5 separate regions of the Mus musculus genome follow, and regions 1, 2, 4 and 5 are each linked to region 3. A link is a contact called in public HiChIP or PLAC-seq and Micro-C data. All regions are on one chromosome and are shown on one strand. Each heading gives the region's core, a stretch centred on a gene start, on an enhancer-like site or on the middle of the called end of the contact. The rest is flanking DNA. Distances are from core to core; before and after follow the strand shown.

The links. A called contact is a pair of places that touch in the nucleus more often than the background predicts. HiChIP or PLAC-seq counts read pairs in DNA pulled down with a chosen protein or histone mark.
Region 1: an H3K4me3 HiChIP or PLAC-seq map of bone marrow-derived macrophages shows a contact between it and region 3, with 2.4 times the contacts expected there. The contact joins two enhancer-like sites. A contact is called at or near these places in 2 of 484 Hi-C or Micro-C datasets (Sertoli cells and cerebellum) and 3 of 115 datasets of contacts at active chromatin or transcription factors (bone marrow-derived macrophages, embryonic midbrain and embryonic stem cells).
Region 2: a contact with region 3 is called in an H3K27ac HiChIP or PLAC-seq map of extraembryonic endoderm stem cells. The contact joins two enhancer-like sites. A contact is called at or near these places in 2 of 39 promoter capture datasets (the 3T3-L1 cell line and hippocampal neurons), 3 of 484 Hi-C or Micro-C datasets (the G1E-ER4 cell line, muscle stem cells and nephron progenitors) and 7 of 115 datasets of contacts at active chromatin or transcription factors (bone marrow-derived macrophages, embryonic forebrain, embryonic stem cells and 4 more).
Region 4: a Micro-C map of embryonic stem cells shows a contact between it and region 3, with 3 times the contacts expected there. The contact joins the promoter of Chrm4 here to the enhancer-like site in region 3. A contact is called at or near these places in 13 of 39 promoter capture datasets (the 3T3-L1 cell line, the C10 cell line, the HPC-7 cell line and 8 more), 2 of 15 datasets of contacts at CTCF or cohesin (embryonic stem cells and pro-B cells), 75 of 484 Hi-C or Micro-C datasets (the AML12 cell line, B cells, the C10 cell line and 43 more), 26 of 115 datasets of contacts at active chromatin or transcription factors (bone marrow-derived macrophages, differentiating embryonic stem cells, effector CD8 T cells and 13 more) and 3 of 9 other capture datasets (adipose tissue, liver and pancreatic islet).
Region 5: an H3K4me3 HiChIP or PLAC-seq map of forebrain shows a contact between it and region 3, with 2.7 times the contacts expected there. The contact joins two enhancer-like sites. A contact is called at or near these places in 3 of 15 datasets of contacts at CTCF or cohesin (the NIH/3T3 cell line, large pre-B cells and pro-B cells), 5 of 484 Hi-C or Micro-C datasets (3T3-L1-derived adipocytes, the Ba/F3 cell line, LSK cells and 2 more), 10 of 115 datasets of contacts at active chromatin or transcription factors (astrocytes, bone marrow-derived macrophages, embryonic forebrain and 5 more) and 1 of 9 other capture datasets (embryonic stem cells).

Annotation. Positions count from the first base shown.
Region 1 is chr2:92,272,156-92,274,855 of GRCm38.p6, reverse strand. The region is part of intron 6 of Phf21a (PHD finger protein 21A); the gene reads right to left. Among named protein-coding and RNA genes, the nearest start is that of Mir1955, 82 kb to the right of the region's middle. Within about 2 kb of position 1,260, at least 61 of the 459 cell types and tissues checked have an H3K27ac peak or open chromatin away from gene starts, as enhancers often do. A contact at or near this core is called in bone marrow-derived macrophages, where this site is marked.
Region 2 is chr2:92,201,212-92,203,911 of GRCm38.p6, reverse strand. The region is part of intron 1 of Phf21a (PHD finger protein 21A); the gene reads right to left. Among named protein-coding and RNA genes, the nearest start is that of Mir1955, 11 kb to the right of the region's middle. Within about 2 kb of position 1,426, at least 42 of the 459 cell types and tissues checked have an H3K27ac peak or open chromatin away from gene starts, as enhancers often do. A contact at or near this core is called in embryonic stem cells, extraembryonic endoderm stem cells and pancreatic cancer cells, where this site is marked.
Region 3 is chr2:92,054,202-92,056,901 of GRCm38.p6, reverse strand. No RefSeq gene overlaps it. Among named protein-coding and RNA genes, the nearest start is that of Gm31473, 27 kb to the right of the region's middle. Within about 2 kb of position 1,366, at least 280 of the 459 cell types and tissues checked have an H3K27ac peak or open chromatin away from gene starts, as enhancers often do. A contact at or near this core is called in CD8 T cells, ECoMG myeloid progenitors, the N1E-115 cell line and 34 more, where this site is marked.
Region 4 is chr2:91,920,852-91,923,551 of GRCm38.p6, reverse strand. Chrm4 (cholinergic receptor, muscarinic 4) reads right to left here and starts at 1,363. Exons shown (of 2, transcript NM_007699.2): 1 at 1,209-1,363.
Region 5 is chr2:92,300,653-92,303,352 of GRCm38.p6, reverse strand. All of the region lies in intron 6 of Phf21a (PHD finger protein 21A), which reads right to left. Among named protein-coding and RNA genes, the nearest start is that of Large2, 69 kb to the left of the region's middle. Within about 2 kb of position 1,287, at least 39 of the 459 cell types and tissues checked have an H3K27ac peak or open chromatin away from gene starts, as enhancers often do. A contact at or near this core is called in cortical neurons, forebrain, pro-B cells and 1 more, where this site is marked.

The DNA.
Region 1 (2,700 bases), core at 11-2,510, 220 kb before region 3:
GGGAAGATAGGAGGAGAAAGGGATGAAGGGAGAGGAGAGGAATGAGAGGAGGAAGGAGGGAGGAGTGAGAAGGGAGAGGGAGAGATTCTAAGAACAACTTGTACTCTGGGCAAGATGTGAAGGAAATGGGGGTAACTGATCAGAGAGAATCCTGACACACCTGTATTTTCTCTCAGGTCAGTAACTGACACAGCAAACAAGATAGAACCATGAAGAACTCCAGTGCCAGAGTTCTCGGAGGACTAGCATGTCAGGCAGTACTGAGCACCTAGCGCACAGTCTATCAGGGAGCACATGAGCTCAAACCTGCAGAATTATTTCTTCCTGTCATGTGGCCATTTCAATCAATGCCTGATCCTGAGTTTTGTTCTGCAATACATCCATTCCAAACTCTCCTCAGCAAGTCTTTTGCCTCCTGCCTGTGTCAGAAACATGTTTTCTTAGTTCCCAACTGCAGTAATAACTGAAGCTACCCATCTTTCTTTGTTGTTGTTGTTGTTTTTTAATACTTTTTATTAGGTATTTTCCTCATTTACATTTCCAATGCTATCCCAAAAGTCCCCCATACCCTCCCACCCACTCCCCTACCCACCCACTCCCACATTTTGGCCCTGGCGTTCCCCTGTACTGGGGCATAAAAAGTTTGCAAGTCCAATGGGCCTCTCTTTCCAGTGATGGCCGACTAGGCCTCTTTTGATACATATGAGCTAGAGTCAAGAGCTCTGGGGTACTGGTTAGTTCATAATGTTGTTCCACCTATAGGGTTACAGATCCCTTTAGCTCCTTGGCTACCCATCTTTCACAGGCCTGCCAAGTTCATAATCAAGAAACCACAGTTTGGACTGATATGTCACTTCCTTGGCTAAAACAGACAGACAGACAGACAGACAGACAGACAGACAGATAGACAGACTGACTCAGAGCTGCAAGCGTAAGAGAAGGCTAGTGGGAACTATACTCTTTAGGAGAGAAAAGCAGCACAGACGTACTCTGTCTAAAGCAGACACATGTGGAAGACGAAAGGCTGTGTGTTTCCTCCACTGTTTGGGTCTCAGGCTCTCTTCAGATTAATAGGTATGGAGGCAGGTCAAATCCAGAGCACCTGGCTGGGACTCTTTTCCTCTGGTTTTAACTCTGAGACCAAACACTGTTCAGAAAAGTACTCAGTAATTTTTTCTCTTCCAGAGACTTTATTATTAGCACTCTATTCAAAGTGAAAGTATCCCTGAATACTCAGAAGCGACTCTCACTCAGAATGAGACATGAATGCCTGATTAAAGCTAGCAGCAGGTTTGAGGTCTAGATTGTAATAGGGTCACATAGCTACCCAATTTCCCCAAATGCACAGCTTTTTGTTCGTTTCTACACCAAAATAAAGACAATAGTTTTATTTGCTGATTGCCAAATCAGTCAAAACCTGATCGTAAATGCTGGTTTAAAGAAAAATGTTTGGGCATAGAGGAACAGCTCAGCGTCTGAACACTCCACACTGTGCATGGGAGCCTGGGTTCAGTCTCAAAACTCAGATGAAAAAGGTTGGGAACTGTGCCAATCTCTAGCCGTTTCTCAAACATGGACTGGCTGGCACTGGGGTCTAACTTAGTAAGTCTAGAGCAGTGGTTCTCACCCTTCCTCATGCTGCAACCCTTCACTACAATGCATGCTGTGGTGACCTGCAGCCATAACACTATTTCATTGCTACTTCGTACCTCTAACTTTGCTAGTTATGAATCAAAATGTAAATATCAGATATGCAGGATATCTGGTAAGTGACCCCAAAGGTCTCGACCCACAGGTTGAGATCCACTGGAATAGAACACCATCCATTATCCTTAGGATAACTGCAGCTGCATAAAATGAGCATCTCACAGAAAAACAGAAATGTATTTTCATTTAAATCTTTTCTTTTGGTGCAGAGGACTGAAGTTAGGGCCTTGCATATACCAAACATTCATGATCAGAGTAAACAACACTCCCAACCCAAAACTAAAGACAAAAACACTGAAATCAATTTAAAATGTAGATTTCTATTAGCCAAAGGGCTGCACAGTCTTATCATCTGTGGGCATTGCTGCTCTCCAAGTACACGAACTGTTCACAGAGACAGGACTGCTCAACACAGCACCTGCTTTGTAGCACAGCTGGCCTCGAGCTCTCAAGCTTCTGGGCTTAAGTCACCTAAGCACTGGGATCAGTGCCAAGCCACACCACCACATCTTCACATTTTTAACAAGTTTCACAGGCAAAAAGAAATCCACTTCATTATCATTATTCTTTGATTAGTGAAACTGAATATCAACTATATACTGAGCATTAATGACATGTGTCATCTATCTATCTGCAAGCCACTTCTCTCCAGTTGTATCGTTCTCTGGCTTGTAAGAAAACTACTTCTGAATTTTTCACTCATTTTAATTTACGACTTTACTACATATGTACCTGCAAACTGTAACTGTGTGTGTGTGTTGTTATGGATTGAACCTAGGGCCTCACAACCTCATACATTAGCCAAGTTCTCATTTCAACTACACAGGTCCCAATTATATTTTAATAGCTTTTAAGTATCCTTCTGTAATTTTAATTTTCCTCCAGTATTGCAAAATTCCCCATGATGATTAACAAATCTGTAGTTCATTCATTTTTCTTTTGTAACTGTAGTATATCATTTTACTCTAAAAATATACCACAATTTATTTGTCA
Region 2 (2,700 bases), core at 177-2,676, 150 kb before region 3:
GAGAGAGAGAGAGAGAGAGAGAGAGAGAGAGAGAGAGAGAGAAAGAGAGAGAGAGAGAGAGAGAGAGAGAGAGAGAGAGAGAGAGAGAGAGAGAGAGAGATTAAAAAAAACATGTCTTCATGTATATCTCAAAGAATAAACTACCTATTTTTAAGACCCTGGTATAGTCCTTAAAAGCTACTGAATTTATACCCAACATAATCATTAATTTAAGTAACCACAATTAATTTTCAAATTTTAGAAGTTACAGTGATGGTTCAGAGGCTAAGAACACTGGCTGCTCTTCCAGAGGGCCGGGGTTCGATTCCCAGACTCACAGGGTAGCTCACAGCCATCTGCAACTCCAATTCCAGAGAATCCAATCCTCTTTTCTGACCTACTCAGGTACGAGGCACACAAATGGTACACAGACATACATATAGACAAAACACTCATAAATATAAAATAATAAAATTAAATTTCCAAATTTTACATTTCCAAGTGAACAATATAGTTAACAATTCAATACGGGTTGTGTTGGCACATGCCTTCAATCTCAGCACTTGAGAGGTAGAGGCAGGCAGATCTCAGTGAATTTGAGGCCAACCTGGTCTCCAGAGAGTATTCCAGGACAGCCATGGATACACAGATAAACTCTGTTTCAAAAACAAAAAACTACCAGCTGGTATTTGGCAATTATCAACTAATGAACCATACATTACCGATATATACTAATAAGACAACATAAACCTATTTTGCATTTTACAAACCCAAACAATTCTAATTTCTATATTAATAAGTTAAAAAACTTGTAAAAGCAGTAATATAAAATATCTCTTTTCTTCTGTTAGGTCCCTACCACTACAGAGAGATCTAATTCATTAAAGTCTTAGTTTTATTAGTGGCAAGCCTGACATCTCTACTTCACCCTCTACCAAAAATACAGCAATTTCTGAGGTAAAAGGTCTTTTGTTTTTGCTTTGGGCTTGGGTTGGTTGGCTTGTTGACACAGACAGGGTCTCTGCATTAGATAGCCCTGGCTGTCCTGGAATGCTCTATGTAAACCAGGCTGGCCTCTTAACTCAGAGCTCTCCTGCCTCTGCCTCTCAAAGGCATGTGTCCACACCCTGCTTTCAGAGCTTTTTTTAGTCTTCCCCTTTGTTCAGACTTAGAACGGTTCACCGATATTCTGCTACTTTGCCAGTAATTTTAAGTTACTTATCCAAAGCCCAGCTGAGGTCCTGAAATTGGGGAATGGAGTTTCACAAACTGCTAAAGTTTTAAGGTTGTGATAATGGCTCTTTACTTTAAAACTACCAATTACAACAGTATTCTGTGTTCAGAAGAAACAGAAATAAAAATGATGTCTGTGGAGGAGTGGTATGCAATACAGGGGTGGGGGTGGGGAAGGCAGGGTGTGTGCAAAGACAACGGAAGCCAAGAGGAAGCAGGTAGAGAAGAGGGCACAGAAACACTGTGTAAGCGATGTATGAAGGCAACCAAACACCACCTTGCTACACATAGGTATTGGACAGGTTCTGGGATGGCCAGAGCAGGTGCTCACCCAAGATAGATTGGCACCAATCTCTACAAATTAAGCAGGGAAAAACTTCTGAAAACATCAACCACAACCAATACAGAATCTAGATCTAATCTGTATATTTATTAAAATGAAACTCACTTCTAAAATATCCCAATTTTCACTCAACCATGCAAAACAACTTCCATACATCCTGCATGTGGCTGATGTAAAGAAAACATACTGAGGCTGGGGTTGTAGCACAATGGGAGAGCATTAGCTTAGCATGTATGAGGCCTGAGTTTTGTCTTAACAGAAGCAAACCACCACCTGATATGCTTCAGTGGGCGAGCACTTACCTAGGAGCTACCATACCTAGGTGCTAGCCCATCCACCTCTCCCAAACCAAACAGGGCTCATGAGATGACTCAGAGAGAAAGGGCCTTTGCTACCAGGCCTGGAAATCTGAGTTCAATCCCCAGAACGCACATGGTAGAAAAAAAAAGTGATTCCCCAAACTCTCTTCTGACTGCCACAAGGCATGAAAGCATGCACACACACACACACATATGGACATATGCATACACACACATACTAAATAAAAATTTTTAAAAATTACTTTATGCTAATTTTAAAGCTAAAACTTTTTAATAAATATAATATAAAATTTTTTATTTACTATTTATGTACTCTAAAATGATGCTTTTTTTAATAAAAGAAACTATATACCCTCTATAATACTGCTGAATTTTTAAAATACCTGTTGGGCAAAAGTATAGCACTTTGTTAGAACAAACTTGGAATTTTAATTCAGAAATAAAAACAATGTTTTTGGAATAGAGACAAAATAAACTATAGTAAACACTCTGACTCACCCATCAGGCCTTCATCAGATGGTACAGCTGGTTAGTGAGAACAAAGCAGTAATGGATGCTGTTAGGTTACTGTAACTCAAATGCTTGCATGGAGAACATACTAGTATTCAGGTGTCTGTGTAAGCTATTACAGATATTATATATATATATATTACACACTTGATGAATCCCTGAGGGTTAAACATCACAAATGTTTCAGATACAAATCAGAAGTCAATTAAATAAAAATGTTACATACTTAATCTTTCCCCCTTCTTCAATTACTAGGAGGATGGGTGGGTAGGGGAGTGGGGGGGTGGGTATGGGGGACTTTTGGGATAGCATTGG
Region 3 (2,700 bases), core at 117-2,616:
TTCTCCAGCTGGCTCCTAACTCCCATTCCTTTGGCTCATAAAAGCACTGCTACCCAGACCGAAACAGATCGGGCCATATTTATGAAGCACGACTTACAATGAAAATCCCAAACTGACACAGTACTCCGCTGCTGACAGGAAAATGCTACTTTAAACAGCATTGACTGCTGGGACACGCTTCCTAAATTCATTTTTAAAAAATATGCATCTTAGAATTAAGTGAGTCACAATAATCAGGGGAAGAAAGAAGACAGGGTTTTTGTTAACTCTCAAGATTGTTCAATCAAAACAGACTTTCACCATCCACACCCTAAAAAAGACAGAATATGTAAGGTAAAATGCCAGGTCCCCCCCCCCCCACTTTTCTGGAAAATCCATTAACATTGAATGATCTTGGCCTTGACCTATTTTAAAAAATGAAAAGAATTGAAGGTAAGAATGAGACTGTCTCTGAAAACGGGTGGATTCCTAATCTGTGCTGGGATTGGCAGCCAGAGATGTGCACGCGCCAGCGATGCTCCTGAGCTACTACATCCCCAGACCTCTGAGTGTTCTTAAAATTCCACCCCCGAGACTGCCCCAACCCTTCTAGATGAACACCATTTCCTTCCCTTTGAGGAAGGCAGCGGAACTAGACCTGGAAGAGTGAGGGAGAAGCGAAAAACAAATTTTTCTGCAGCTCACACATGCTATAGCCAGTCGAGTCAAGGACACTATATATGGGCGCCGCCTAGGTGTGAATGTGCGGTCCTGCATTCTGTTTGAGGCCCAAATCTCCAGCACACTGCGGTATGCCCTAAGACCGATATATCGTCCTACAGAGATGTTTCCATCCAGAGGGCCTCCTCCCTAGCTCAGGGTCTTCTGCATGTTCAGCTGCTCGGGGTACAGAGCTGGAAACTCTCCCGGTGCATTCCTGCTGGGAGCTCGCCAAGCCCATTGGGGAAACGTCTGCAACGCTTAGTCTGGGGAAATGAGTTTTGCACTTTCACAGAGTGTGAAATTCCTCAGGGGCATTCTTGTACTCGGAAAGAGAAATCAAACCCAGCTCTTTCCTTCAGGGTCCTTGCGGTTAAGAAAGTAAGTCGAATACAGATCAGTCTGTGGCCAGCGGTGCATGGGGACAGGAGCAACAGAGCTATCTGGCTCACAAGCTTGAGATTTTAGGAGCTTGTGTTGCAGGCGGGTAGACATAGGGAGGGGCAACCAATGCGCCTAAACCACCAAGAAGGAGCTCAAAACTGCGCTATCTTCCTAGAAACCTTGGCGGCGCGGCCCGCTGCTTGCTGTCTGATGCAACAGTTTGCAACGCGGTTCTGGGAGTGGAGGCCTGTGGTGCGGCACTCGGGCCGCTGACGCGCATGCGCCGGCTGTGTCCTGCCCCGCCCCGCGGCGGGAATCTTTTCACCAGATGTGCGGGGCGGGGATGGAGGCGGGGCCGGAGGCGCGAAGACCTTTTGGCAGATCGCGCTTGCGATCTGAGCCGAATTAGAGTTCTTCGCAGGCATTGGCTGACTGACCCAGTGATCCAAAAAAAATCACCCCAAAGGAGCCTGGAGAGAGAAGTTAAAGAGCTAGCTGGCTTTTGAGTCGACCTCCCTTCCCGAGCCTCCGGATTTCTGCTGCTGTCCCACCTATCCTGCCCTGAACATTTTCTTTGCAGGAGGGAACATGTCACATCAATATGTTCTGCCTTTCAGATGTCTGACGATCCAGATGAAGACGATTGTCTTCCATATACACATTCCTCCGGTATTATAGATTGTAACTGACTTCTATTTTATTAACTGTTTCTCTAAATTAACTTTAAATCGATTCTCTTTTTATGTACCCTTGCCTCAAGAGATAACATTAGAGAAACCATAGCCTGAAAATAAGCTCAGAACTATTCAAATAAAAATGTTTGTTGTTGTTAGCTAAAGTTGTCTTATCTACCGCATTGGGGGTGTCTGGAGGTAATAATAGCCATTGTGCTAAGGTTTGTCAATGTTAGCAGAACTACTCGAAGCATTGTACACCTTCTACGGTCTCCTGATGCCCAAGGAAGTGGATGTTCTCTGGGAAGCCCAGAGAAGTTAAGCAATTTGCTTGAGATCACAAAACTAGAGACGAAGTCCACTAGCCTGATGATTCTAAAACCTCCTTTCAAAAGCCCAATGCAAGAAGGACCCAAAGATTTCTCCCAATCCCACCCCTCTTTTTAAAACAGGCACAAATGTCAGGGTCTGGATGAAGACCTCCAAAAATCTATTGTCAAGGGAATAGTGGCATAGGACGGAGGGGGTTAGCCCAACCAAGGTTCTGTACTGATTCTGCTGTTAAGAGCTTGGGCCTTTTGTTGCCTTAACCGAGGAATCGTCCACAGCAGAATTTTCTTTCTTTCTTTTTAAAAGATTAGTTATCTAATCAATCATACCTTCACACAATTTAGTTTATTTTTGGTGTGTGTGTTGTCTGTATGTATGTCTGTCCCAGACGAGGATAAGCTGCCGCTGGATGACCACCCAGGCGTTTAAATCATTTGGAATTAAACTCCAGAAATACACCTTTAACTTATCTTTAGAACTGTTCCCACAATTCTTTCCAAAATTCGCCTCACACAGCCTTCTCCCTGGTCCCTGACTGCTTGGAAATCCCATAGGTGCTTCCAGTTAATCCATGCCTTACTGCCTACACCTCCCCTTTACCTGGCAAGGGTTG
Region 4 (2,700 bases), core at 114-2,613, 130 kb after region 3:
GTGGGCTGACTTCTGTCGAGAAGCCTCTGCGATAGTCGTCGAGCCGTGAGGGTCACCGAGCTCAGTTTGATGTGCCCTACGCATTGAGGGCAGGGGTAGAGCCTCCAAACGGGGAGCCCAGTCGAGGCCTGGGTCAGGAGGGTAAAATTGTTCTTCACTCTTCAACCCGCAACCCCTGGAGAGGCCCTGTCTAGTCCTGTCAGTCAAAATAGGCACCGAGTTCCCAAGCTGTGGGCTCAGGTCTATCTCAAAGACAATCTCGGGGCTTACCCTTGGGCCCATCTCCCGGCTCCATCACGTCTGGGTCCTGGTCGAAAGGGCCAAGGTTCTCCGATGCCCCGCCCTCCCATCAACCCCCAGGCACGCAGTTCCTGTAGTCTCTGGGCGTGGGCAATGTGCTTCCGCGGGTTCTCGAGCCCCTACCCCTGCTGGGGACAAGTCGGGAAAGGGTGCTCTGGGCGCCCGTGGGGTAGATTTTCGATTATTAAGTGATCACTTCAGGAAAGCTATGGCCCCCAGGACTGTTCCTGAGGCGGAGAGAAGCCTCTGTACTTTAGGGGAAGAGAGAGGGGTGCTGGATATTGGGCCAAATCATTGTGCCTAACACTTCCTCTAAGAGCTGGGAGGGTGGAGGGCTGGGAGATGTATCTCCCCGGATGAGTAAAAGAGAGGGTACTCCTGGAGAGGGGGAAGGGAAACAGGAGAGAACAGGGGTGTTTTCCGTCGGGGCTCAAGGTCGCGGACAGAGGACTCCAACGGGCTAGAGCGTACTGGAGGCTCCCGGTGGGCCAAGGTGGGAACGGAGGGCAGGGAGACGGGCGGGAAACGGGCGCTTTGGGGCTTCATCTTCCGGCGCCTTGAAGAAGAGCCAACGGGAGGGAGTGAGGGAGTGTGGGTCCTGACCCGACGGCTGCTCTGCTTCGGGGTTGGGCTGTGGGCTGGGACTATTCCTCCCCTAGCCTTCTCAATGATCACCAATCCCTAGAGGTTCACCTAGAGAAACCTTTTAGAGACCTGGGGTCCTTCTTCCAGAGGGGTGCCCCATCTCTGAGCTCTCCGCCCCTTCCGCACCGCGCTTGCCTTTCAAAGGGGTCTGGGGCCCTGTTCCAGCCCGACCCACCTCTGGAGACCTTCAGGGGGTCCCAGAACCCTACATCCTCATCTTGCATAGAAGCCCCCCGCCCCCGCGATTCCGCGGAGTTACTCACCCGCTGCTTCTGTCTTGCTCCGCTGGCGCCGGACAGACGGCGGAACTAGCCAGAGGCCCTGCGAGTCGGTGGGGTGGGCGACTGGGCCGGGGGCCGGGGGCGGGGACAGGGTGCCAAGGGGCGGCCCCTGCTTCGCCTGCAGCTCCCGGCGCTGTGGCTCCGACTCGCGCTCACGCTCGCACTTTTCTCCGAGCCGCGTGATGTCACAGGGAAGCAGCCAATCGTGGTGGGGACGCACCGCCCGCCCGGGGCCGGTCACCCAGCGGCGACGCGCGGGGGTCACCACCTGGAGTGTCAGGCACCCTTGATGCTCACACCCTTCCCGGGAGATGGCCCGCAACTCCGGACTCCAGCACCGAGGGCACCGCCCACAGTCGCCAGGGAGGATTAGCCTCCGGCTCTGCCCTCCGGGGGGTGGGGTGGGGGCTGTCCGCGTTGTCATGGGGACTAGGCGCCCCCTCGCGGGCTGGGGAAGAACCAGGCGGCCAAGCTTGGCTATGAGCCCCGCCTCCGCCCTAACCACGCACTCTGGACACCGAAGTGTTTTCGAACCTCTCCACGGCTTGTAGCCCCTTCGTCGTTCCGCCTGAGGTTAAATCCTGGTCTTGAGGGTTTGGCCCCAACAGGCCCCTGGTGTGCGGCGGGGCAGATCTAGCAACGTGCTTCTGTCGGGACAGAGCGCTGCCTGATAGCCGCTGGACAGCCAAAAGACTGCAGCCGTCGGGGCCTGGGGAAGAGCAGGTGAGACTGGACAGGCGAGCATCTACCCTGGCTAAAGATCTTGTCACTCTCCACGCCCGGGAAGGGACGCGCATTAGCTGTGAGACTGAAGATGGCACGAGTCTCCTATCCAGCCGCGAATGAGTTCATCGCTGCCTATGTGGGGAAGCCAGGTGCCCAAGGTCACCTGGGACAGAACAGGCCATGAAGGAAAGTCCAGTCTCCTAGACCTCCCGCAACAGTACTAGGCTAAGGCCCAAAGTAGGCAGGTTCAGCACCTCGGACAGCCCCACACGTCCTTGGTGCGAAGGCCAGTTGCTCAGATCAAGCACCCGCCAGCCAGGGTTGAATGCACCCCTTCGCGCCCGGGGTCCTGAGTACCGGTCACCCACAAAGCTTCTTGAGTGTCAACAGCCAATTAACTTTAAGCCGGCTGACTTCTTGGAAAAACCACCTGAGTCTCAGCTCTCCTCTACTCTCCTGCAAGGGCTGGTAGGGGCTCCTGGGGACAGTGGTAGTGGTAGGGATAGCTTTGTAACGACAGAGGAGTTAGGAACAGAGAATGAATGAGTGGAGACTTGAGCTAGAGTCCGTGAGAGAAGGCTCCTGGTTCAGGTTTCTCCATGCTGAAGAGAGGGACGTCAACATTGGACAAAGTTGAGGGCAGGCTAGTGTGAGAAGCCATCTTCCCTCCCATGGGCGCTTTGGTCTTCCATGATCCTCTGAAGGAAAAAATGAAGGAAGTGCTATTGTTCTTGCCCCCACTTCACAG
Region 5 (2,700 bases), core at 38-2,537, 250 kb before region 3:
ATAGTCCTAATACTTCCTGAGTTACTGCTGAAAATGACTACTGGCTATCAGCTGAGATGTGGGACTACAGATGCTATTTGAGGCTTTATAATGTCCTTTTCAAAAACAGAAGAGATTGGAATTGACCCCAAGCTTCCCATGCTCCACCATGAGAATGACAACTCAAATTCATCCTTGTGAGCATTTCTCTTGGAGTACACACTTAGTCCTCAGTTCTCCATCGCTGACTTCACATTACAGATTTGTGCTGCTTCCTATCATCCAAACTATGTCAAGATGAAAATTTAAGGCCTGCGGTGGTGGCACTGGTGCCAGCACTCAGGAGGCAGAGGTAGGTGGATCTCTGGTCTACAGAGTGAGTTCTGGGAAAGCCAGGACTACATAGCAAAACCCTGTCTTGAAAAACAGCAAAGTTTTAAAAAAAGAAAATGAGAATTCAACACTTTAAATTGAATAATGCCACATCAATAACTCAACAAATACCAACAATAAACATATATTTTGCATTGGAGTTACTTATCACAGTTGCTTTAGAAGCATATCAGGCATTTAAGGAGAAAAATTAGAGCTACACTTGGTTCTGGTAGAGAAGCTAAAGGGAATGAGGTCGAAAAGCATTAAGAGCGCAGTCAAGGACCCTGCCTAGTAGAACGAGGCCATAAGACATTCTATAAGGCTCCAGGCAATGTGGGACACACCTATAACCACAGGAAGAAGCACGGAGCTGTAGGCCAGCCTCGGTTATGGAACAAAATCTTGTCTCAGGTGGATATAAAAATGTTTTCTCACTAGGTCCAATGACAAGACACTGTATTGGCATATTAATAAATTTCTATGCTAATAAATTATTGGTGTATACTTAACCCACAAGGCTGTAGGCTCTAATGAGACAAAACCACATTGATATAACCACAGAAATAGATAATGGGACAATAATGGAAACTGAAAACTGTAGCAACTGCTCGTGCTTCTGTGACATGCACCGCTGACTGTGGTGTCAACAGACCAGACAGTAACCCAGGGAGGACAAAACACTGCTAATTTTGCACTTCTTTAGCAGAGTAGGAAAGGAATTAACTACATTCTTTCCTCTTTCTGGTGCTTATATTTTTAAAATTCTATTAGTATCTCACAGATTTCTCAAGAGGAAAGCTGCGTGTATCAGAATTAACAGGAAGGATAGGCCATGGGAAAATAAAACCAACAAGCAACCTTGCTGTTCTGCACTTCACAGGGCTGTCACTCGTACTAGAAGAACGTCACTTTGAAGCCCTGTTTGCATTCCATTTTTAACTAGAGGGAAGAGGATGGAGGTCTTTGGTTTCTATGACAACCCAGATGGGCCATAATACAAGATACTTACAAATGTTCAATTGCAGGAATGCCAAATCAAATTAAGGCAGAGTTAGCACTACTTCATAAAAACTAGATGGAGAGAAAACAAAATACTTATGGCAAATGATGCCATTTCTAGAAGTGGTTCTGAAGGATCTCACAAGAAAATATAAAGAGTAACTATTTTTAGTACAAACAAATAAGACAGCAAAACTAATATATAAAAATAAAACTCCAGTTTACATGAGTAAATGCTTTCATTAACATCTGACTACTGACGACTGGAAAATTACTACCTCACTTAATGCTTTCCTGTTTGTTGGTTGTTGTTGTTGTTGTTGTTGTTTTAATCCCTCCCAAATAACAGGAATTTCATTAGTGATTTGAGTCACTGCAACCTGGCTGGTTAAACACTGAGTAAACCTCCTCTGAGTGATTTGTCCTTTGCTCCATACTCACGATTGGATTTGGCCTTCACAGCTCAAAATAATTACAAGATGCCAGTGCTGCAAAAAGAAATTAATTTGTAGCCTACATTTACATTTTGTGAAATTTACTTATTACTATTCCCTATCAGTAATTTATCACTTTGTATTTATTAATTGTGATTTGAGAGTTACCCCCAGTGAACACTTTTGGCTTTTTAAAAGTATCATTTTGAAAAACAAACAAACAAAAAACATGTAACCTCATCAAAACATTTGAGGTGGGAAATGTTTTGTAGTCAAAGTTAATAAGAATGTATTTACAGGACAGAGTTTACCACTGGGGCAAGGTGGGCAGGTTGCATAACCTTACAGAATCACCAGGGAATTTATCAAGTGTACAACCTGCAAACAGATTCAGCACAGGGGGTATACACATGTACATACACACATGTACATACACATACATACACAAACCCCAGAGCTCCTGGTTTGTATACTTACTCAAGTCTCTTTGCAAAAGCCAAATTTGCAATTTGAAATTGAAAATATAGTCCTCAAAACAAAGTACCCTGTGTTTTAAATATTAAGTAGATCGATAGTATTATTGTTTTAATACTTAATATACAGGCTAAGTAATTACACGCAGGATAGTATTATTGTTTTAAACTTAATATACAGGCTAAGTAATTACACGCAGACGTGTCTGCTGCTGAAACATTTAACTAAGGCTATGACTCTGACTTCAAAGGCATCTGAACTTGTTTTGCTCAGTTTGTTTCTATGACTTCTTTCCAAATGGCATGAGTCTGTTTAGAAATATTGTGAGATTATAAAGCAGGACTAGAATAATTTCCTCAACATAACATTTTGTAAAGCAAGGGTATTTGTTATTTTTAAAGAAAAACCTGTATCTGAAGGGTTTTGTTTAATCAGAGAA